Regions from separate parts of the Mus musculus genome. Here region 2 is linked to region 1. The links are chromatin contacts, called in public Hi-C maps. All regions are on one chromosome and are shown on one strand. The core of a region is the stretch at or near the end of the contact, and the rest is flanking DNA. Distances in the headings are between cores, read along the strand shown.

Region 1 (3,897 bases), core at 787-3,286:
CAACAAAAACCCAAACAAAAAATTCAGGAGTGAAAAGTCAATATTCAAACTAGAAAGCTTGGTGATTGGCTGCCTGGAGAAGAGGGAGGGAACTACCAGTGAGGTGGAGACAACCTACAGGACCAAGGAAACACCAGTTAAATACTGCTGTTATCAGAGTCTGGGAGGAAGGGAAGAAAGAAATCAGAGCAACAGTAACAGTGAGTGAACAAGAGGAAGCCTGGACAAGAGGAGGAGCTAGAGAAACATCAGCATTGACATCAGCAGTGATGTCTGAGGTGTTGGGGGATGGCTCATTGGGTAAGCAAGTGTACTTGTGCTCTGGAAGAGGACCTAGATTTCGTTTCCTGCGCTCACACGATGGTTCACAACCATCCAAAACCTCCAGGTCCACAGGATTCTACACTTTTTGACTGCCATGGGTACCAGACATGCAGACATGCATGCATGGCAAAACACTTATACACACAAAATAAATATTTAAAAACAGAAAAAATGTTGAAAAGAACCGATTCTTTATGATGAAGTACAGCAATGCTGAACTGAAAAAGAACCTAGTTTTGCTGTGGATGATATGGATAATGAAGAAGACGTCTGAAAAATTGCTACCTCCCTCTTTATTTTGCTATGGTTATAAAACCGGTACTTACAGAAAGAGATGGGGGGAAGCTATTAAGGAAAAAGCAGTATCTGACGGCCCCACTTGACTAGGAAAGCTCACTTCAAGCAGAGCATCCTCCTTCACATCCAACAACTGCCCATTCATTCTGTGACTTTTGTACATACGCCCATCTGTGTTCCAAACTCTTGACTTTATTATTACAAAAATGACATACAGCACCAAGGTTTAGGTTTAGATATTTAAGCCATAAATTATAAAAATAATATATATCAAATTGAGAAGTTTAGAAGTTTAACAAAATCGTTTTCTTTCTTTCTTTTTTTTTTTTTTATGGTTTTTCGAGACAGGGTTTCTCTGTGTAGCCCTGGCTGTCCTGAAACTCACTTTGTAGACCAGGCTGGCCTCAAACTCAGAAATCCGATTGCCTCTGCCTCCCGAGTGCTGGGATTAAAGGCATGCACTACCACGCCCAGCCGTTTTCCTTTTTAGAAAGGTATTTTTTCACTTGAAAAACAAATGTATTGTCTCTGTAGATTTTTAAATGTTATTTAAATTGCAGAAGAACAAATTCTGACACAAAGTATAGCAGCTATAACAGGACTCAGCAAGATAGCCTGAGAAACATCTTAATAAAGCCCCACCCTCCCGGATGGGCACTCCAGCCCCCTGCCCCGGCACTGAGCATCTCTGACAGGTCACTCTGCACCCACAGCTGATGTCTCAGCCAGCCTTTCTCCCCACTCCCACTCCCACCCCCACACCCTGTCCTTACATTGCCCAGCCTCAACATCCCCTCAGACTGAGGTACTTAGCTGTTCCTTCCCATAATCCTCAGTGCTTGAAAAGGCATCCCTCGGTTAGTCGGCTCCTGAGACCTAAGAATCATGTTGATGGCCTCATCTGAGTCCAAGGCACTATCTTATTAAACTTAGAACACTGTAGTCACTAACCTGGAGCCATCAAATATGTAATAACATCAGATTATTAAACAGTTTAATGAGACAAATTCCCTTTTTCCCTCTTATTCTTCAACCCCATCCCACTAAGGGTTTTTCTGTATAGTCCTGGCTGTCCTAGAACCTAGAACTCGCTCCATAGACAGGGATTTGCCTGCCTCTGCCTCACCTCTGGAATGCTGGAACTATAGGCATGTGCCACCAAATCCAGCCTGGCAGCAGGTGACCACAGCCCACCTCCTACTCACACTCATATGATCTCCTTCCTACTCATACTCACATGACCTCCTTCCTACTCACACTCACATGACCACAGCCCACCTCCTACTCACACTCATATGACCTCCTACTCACACTCACATGACCACAGCCCACTTCCTACTCACTCACATGACCTCCTTCCTACTCACACTCACATGAGCACAGCCCACCTCCTACTCACACTCACATGACCTCCTTCCTACTCACACACATATGACCACAGCCCACCTCCTACTCGCCCTGGCCTTACCTCTCTTTCTTCCTACTTTCAACTACTGACTTTCCCCAAGCTCTAGTGTCTCTCCTGGCAGTAAGCTCACCCACCTCTTCTTCTGACTCTCCCCCATGAATATATCTCCTTCCCTGCATTGCTTGGTTAAAGCCCTATGAGTTTTCCTCACTTGCCAAGATGAGCATTTCCTCTGATCAAGAGTCTCGCCGTGTGCCCGAGTCTGAATCGTTTCATTTTACACACTATGCACCTTTCTCCTCTCTTTCATCCAGTCAAGTCTTCCGTCCTGCAAATGTCCCTATGCAACCCACCTCCTCCACAGCCTGCTGTGACCAGGGTACGTCCATCTCTGTGAACTCAGACAGTCACCATGCTCGGCTCAGGACTCAATGGGAGAGCTAGTAAATACTATTAGTAACGGTTATTATTAGTTTAAGTAATGGTTTTCGTTCCTTTTCTTTTGACTATAAACATAAAACTCTCTAAACTAAAGCAATCTCAAAACTGCTGCTATTTTTTTCTCTCTATACAATTTGACAACCAATGGGATAATGGAATAGGATGCCTGATCCCCTCTGACAGACACGTGAGAAACAGTCTGCCACTATTCAGGAGTGTCTGATTCCGCTGACGATCATCTTTGTCTATTTGTTTTACTCTAAAAATGACACACTATACAAAATGAATGCAACTAGCTTGAGAAATAAATGGGAAGGATTTCATATTCTTAAAAAAGAAAAATCTTAACACAAAATATAAAATCCTTTGGAGACCTCTTGTGGTTAAAGTTAGGAATAAAAAGTTAAATTTTTAAAAACTGTTTTTTAAACTATATTAAATCTGCTATAATTCCAGGCAACTTTTGCATCTTCTCACATAGTAATAATATGTAATATCTTTGTTACCAGTAAAATACCCACCAGTACCTGACAAAAACTGGAGCTTTCACCTTCTCATCTAGTGCAGAAAAAGACGGGGTTACAGTGTGACTCTAGGTCTGAGAGATAAGAAACTACATGTCAGCACTGACACCAGACACCACTAAACTCACAATAAAACTTTCTTATCTGAAAATTGAACGTTACACTGCTGCCTGTAAGCCAACTGAGAACAGAAGTCTGGCAAACTATTCTTCCTGAGCTCTGTGGGTTTTAAAGTGGAGCAACTGTCTCTAATAAGAAAAATTAAGGAACTCACCTCATACGATGAAATAAAGAAAATGTAAATTTAAAATTGAGCACTACACACTTGGGAGGCAGAGGCAGGTGGATTTCTGAGTTCCAGGCCAGCCTGGTCTACAAAGTGAGTCCCAGGACAGCCAGGGCTATACAGAGAAACCCTGTCTTGAAAAACCATAAAAAAAAATAATAATAATAATAATTGAGTACTACAAATAAAATTTTAAAAAGATTTTGGTAAAAATAAAACATAGGTAAAACTACAAAGTGCTCTCAAGATGAGAAAAGATCTTTCAAATTATAAAAATAATAGGATGTTACCAAAAGCACAGGGACTTAATTGGTCCAAATACTTCACTAAAAACAACAAGTAGAAATAGCGAATCAAATATGTTACTTAAAATGTGTTTACTTGCCAGGCGTGGTGGCGCACGCCTTTAATCCCAGCACTTGGGAGGCAGAGGCAGGCGGATCTCTGAGTTCAAAGCCAGCCTGGTCTACAAAGTGAGTTCCAGGACAGCCAGGGCTACACAGAGAAACCCTGTCTGGGGGAAAAAAAAAAAAATGTGTTTACTTTTCTTGCAAGGTCCTTGGCAAGTCTCCAGCTCACCCGTCTCTAGGGCTAGGGTGCTCCCAAGTGTGCACACA
Region 2 (3,897 bases), core at 673-3,172, 150 kb after region 1:
GTCCTTATAAGTCTACAGGGAGAAAGGCCAGTAAAAGTTGAGGTGATATAGTGAGAAGAACTCAATCAATTATTTCTGACTTGAAAGGTGCAGGAAGAGACCCTGTGAGCCAAGGGGCCAGAAAGGCAAGAACACTGTCATCCACACCTCCTGGAGAAGAGCATCCCTGTTAGCACAGTGCTCTTAGGCCTTTGAGATTTGATTCAGACGAGGGAATTGAAAACAGCTGCAGGGTGGGGCGGTGTCTCCTGTCAGAATGCCCCCTTGCGTGTTAGATGTCCTTAAGCCACAGTTATGTTGTTTCCTTTGCATAAGAAACATCTAAAGCACCAGCGCTTTTCTCTACACTTGTTCACTAAGGAAGGGCGCGCATCTTCCAAAGAGCCAGTGCCATTGTATTACAGTGTGGTATGGCTGTGTGAGCATGTGCATGAGGAGACCAGAGGACAGTCACAGATGTCATTCTTGTGTTTTGAGAGAGGGAGGCTTGCTAACCTGGAGCTTACCAAGAAGACAACTCTGAGTGGTGTGCTATCTCCTTCCATGGATCCATCTGTTCCCATCCCCCCCAGTGCCCTCCTGTACCAGGGTCCCTGGTTTTCACACAGGCTGTGTGGATGGAACTCTTGTCCTCATGCCTGCAAGGCAAGAAGCTTTGCAAATGAGCTCTTTCTCCAGCCCTGCCAATGTGATTTTGACACCTACCTCTCCCTCTTTTGTGGGCCTCGTGGGAAGAAATACCTAAGAAATTGATATTGAATTGATCTACTATGGGTTGGGAGGGGAAAAGTCTCACCTTACCCAATAAATATGCACCATAAACATTTACAGAAACTTTCTTAAAATTCACAGTACAAAACCAGAGGGAGGCCCCCAACCTTGAGAGAGTCCACTCTATTCCTTCTTTGACGTTTGATAAATATAAGAACAAATAAAAAGAGTGTGAAGTTGAAGAGAGGTTTGGTAAGATCTGGGGGAGAGGGAAAGATAAATTGATCAAAATACATTGTTTAAAATCTTCAAAGGTTTTATGCAAAATAAAGAAATATTTAATGTTTATGTGTGTGTTAAAAAGCAGAGACGGAGAGATGGCTCAGAGGTTAAGAGCACCAACTGCTCTTCAAATTTGAAGGTCCTGAGTTCAAATCCCAGCAACCACATGGTGGCTCACAACCATTCGTAATGAAATCTGATGCTCTCTTCTGGGGTGTCTGAAGACAGCTACAGTGTACTTACATTTAATAAATGAAAAATCTTAAAAAAAAATAAAATAAAGAAGGTAGAGGGCTGAAGAGATGGCCTAGCAGTTAAGGGCACTGACTGCTCTTCCAGGGGTCCTGAGGTCACTTCCCCAGCAACCACATGGTGGCTCTCAACCATCTGTAATGGAATCCGATGCCCTCTTGTGGCGTGTCTCAAGACAGCTGCAGTGTACTCATACAAATAAAACAAAACAAACAAACAAAAAGTGAAAGGTTAAAAAAAAAAGATAATGTGGTATGTATGTAAGACCTTTTTGGAAGGATCCACCCACGAATGTGTAGCAGAAATTTGAGGGGGAAATGGGCTAATGATTGGGAAGGACTAGAGACCTTACTGAACCATTTTGAACTTTTAATATCAAAAATGAATTTTCCTTTTGTATCTAAACAATCGATTTACCCTAAATTGTTTCTACCTTTGTCACACGGAGATACTCTTCGGCCTCAGTTAAATCAGCCACCACTTGAACACCCCGCAGACACTGGCATTTACAACTCAATAACAAAACAGGAAAAAGAGTAGGCGGTACCCTGCCCGCTGAACCCTCCACACTTACCCGGGCCCCCTGCACATGCTGCCATGGTGACAGACAGACGCAGCGATCTGCGCAGGTGCACAAGGTTGGCAGTCTCCTGGTTGTCTTCCTGGCGGAAGCCAGATGACCTGACCGGAACCTCTGCGCCAGTGATGTAAAAGGTGCGCATGCGCACTGGAACTGCTAGGCTTGGGGCAGGGAGAGAAGCGGGGATAGTGGGAAGAGAGGAGGTGGGTCGCGGGGAGAGGATTGCGGGGCACATTTCCCATAGTGCAGTGGTCCAGTTCTGGTGTGGAGCTACTCATTCTAGGGTACAGCGGGCTGCAAAGCTAGAATACATTACCTGACAGCACAAACGGAAGTGGTTCTCGCCCAACCCTTCAGAGAGTAAAATTTTTAAGTCACTCTGACTTGAGTGGCAATTTTGGCCTCAACCGGGTCTCCAAAGTCTCTGGATTTCCTCCAGCTCAGCCAGAAAATATAGCCCCATTGCTTTATGGTCTTTGGTTTTCTACCTGTATCTTCACATTTAAACTTACTTCTTTACAAACAGCATAAACCACACACCTCTCACCTCAAGAGTTTATTCCTGAACCAAGTATGAGTGATAATCGTTCTAGAACACGAAACCAGTTGCCCCAGACATATTGCATAGTTTAGTAGTGTTTTTCGCTGTTTAAGAAAGTTATATATCCTGGAAAATTTCAAATACTTTTGTGGAAACATCAGGCATGCAGTTTACAGCAAACTGAGTGCACGTTTCCGTTCCTATCCGACGGTTCTTGGGTTTCAGGCTGGTACTGTGTTAACACATTCCAAAAGTTTCACCTAGTCACAAGGACATGAGGTCAAGTAAGCAATGCAATTAAGGGAGCTAAACACAGCACAAGAAGATGCTGCTAGAGCTTCAACATTCCAACACCCTCACCCTGGAAGTTCTAACCACCAGCCTTGTTAGTAATGAAATTGCTATTATCAAAGTACTCCTACGAATACAGGCAAGATTTCTAATGGATTTTTGTTCCTTTCTGCAATTAGGATGCTTTTTACCAATCGCGGAGTAAAAAACGTTCAGACAGAAGCAATGGAACCTACTTACACTCCATAACCCAGGTAATTAATATAGTATGACTACACAATGCTACACTGTAAGTAAGAAATGTCACTATGAACACGGTGTGGATGACCCTGGAAAAGTTAAAAACTATGAGTCGTTGCGTATGTAAAGGAAATCACTGTCAGGTAGGCAGCTGTGCCCTGTGCTCACTGCAATGTTAACTCCTAAAAGCAAGACACAAAACCAACCTAAGATCCACCAGTAGATGAATAGATAAAATGTAGCAAGGCCCATCATGAAGTTCAGGGTTCATATAGGAGACCCTGTTATTTGCAACAAGGATGAACTGTCAGATGTTGGGTGAAGGAGGACAGGCCCAGGAAGACCAAGGCTGCATGATTTCACTTCTATCACTGACCTAAGAATGCTGACCTGGACAAAAACTGATGATGGTGGTTGCTGGTGCTGAAGGGCAGAGTTGGCAGAGGAAAGGGAGATAGTGGGGCGATGTAAGATGTCAGGACACATTTCAGGTGGGAGAAACAGATTCAAGTGTTCTCTCACACAGCACAATAATTACAGCAATTCCAATGTCTTGTGCACTTTAAGAAACAGAGAGGAATAAGATCACTGCTGCTACTACCTCCAATTCATGGGATGGCACACACGATAAAGATGACTACCTGTTGAAGATATGTGGTGGAAGAACAGGGTAGATCCGTGCAGGTGGGATCTGCACAGCATTTAGGATTATAAAGGTCCTACTGCTTCTGTCTGGACATTTTTTACTCAGCCATTGGTAAAAAGCATCTTAATTGCAGAAAGGAACAAAAAATTAACACGCTAAATTTTCATGTTTCTTTTTGCTGAACTGTACACACAAGTCAAACATTTCAAAGCCACTCAACAAAATATCAAACCTAGAATAAGTAAGCAGTTTCTGTTTTATTTCAAGAAAGTCTTTTATCACTTGAATCATATCAAAATTATTCTATTAAACTTCTAGGGGCTGGAGAGATGGCTCAGTGGTTAAGAGCACTGG

What was found. A called contact is a pair of places that touch in the nucleus more often than the background predicts.
Region 2: a Hi-C map of the Ba/F3 cell line shows a contact between it and region 1, with 4 times the contacts expected there. The contact joins the promoter of Fam151b here to the enhancer-like site in region 1. A contact is called at or near these places in 17 of 39 promoter capture datasets (the 3T3-L1 cell line, 3T3-L1-derived adipocytes, the C10 cell line and 13 more), 6 of 484 Hi-C or Micro-C datasets (the Ba/F3 cell line, CD8 T cells, Th2 cells and 3 more) and 1 of 9 other capture datasets (pancreatic islet).

Annotation. Positions count from the first base shown.
Region 1 is chr13:92,335,130-92,339,026 of GRCm38.p6, forward strand. The region is part of intron 8 of Msh3 (mutS homolog 3); the gene reads right to left. Among named protein-coding and RNA genes, the nearest start is that of Dhfr, 18 kb to the right of the region's middle. Within about 2 kb of position 2,037, at least 38 of the 459 cell types and tissues checked have an H3K27ac peak or open chromatin away from gene starts, as enhancers often do. A contact at or near this core is called in the Ba/F3 cell line, the HPC-7 cell line, Th2 cells and 1 more, where this site is marked.
Region 2 is chr13:92,482,109-92,486,005 of GRCm38.p6, forward strand. It overlaps Fam151b (family with sequence similarity 151, member B), which reads right to left and starts at 1,923. Exons shown (of 6, transcript NM_001163627.1): 1 at 1,820-1,923. The coding sequence starts at 1,844. Gm52060 (a long non-coding RNA gene) reads left to right here and starts at 1,965. Exons shown (of 3, transcript XR_003950692.1): 1 at 1,965-2,028; 2 at 2,837-2,911.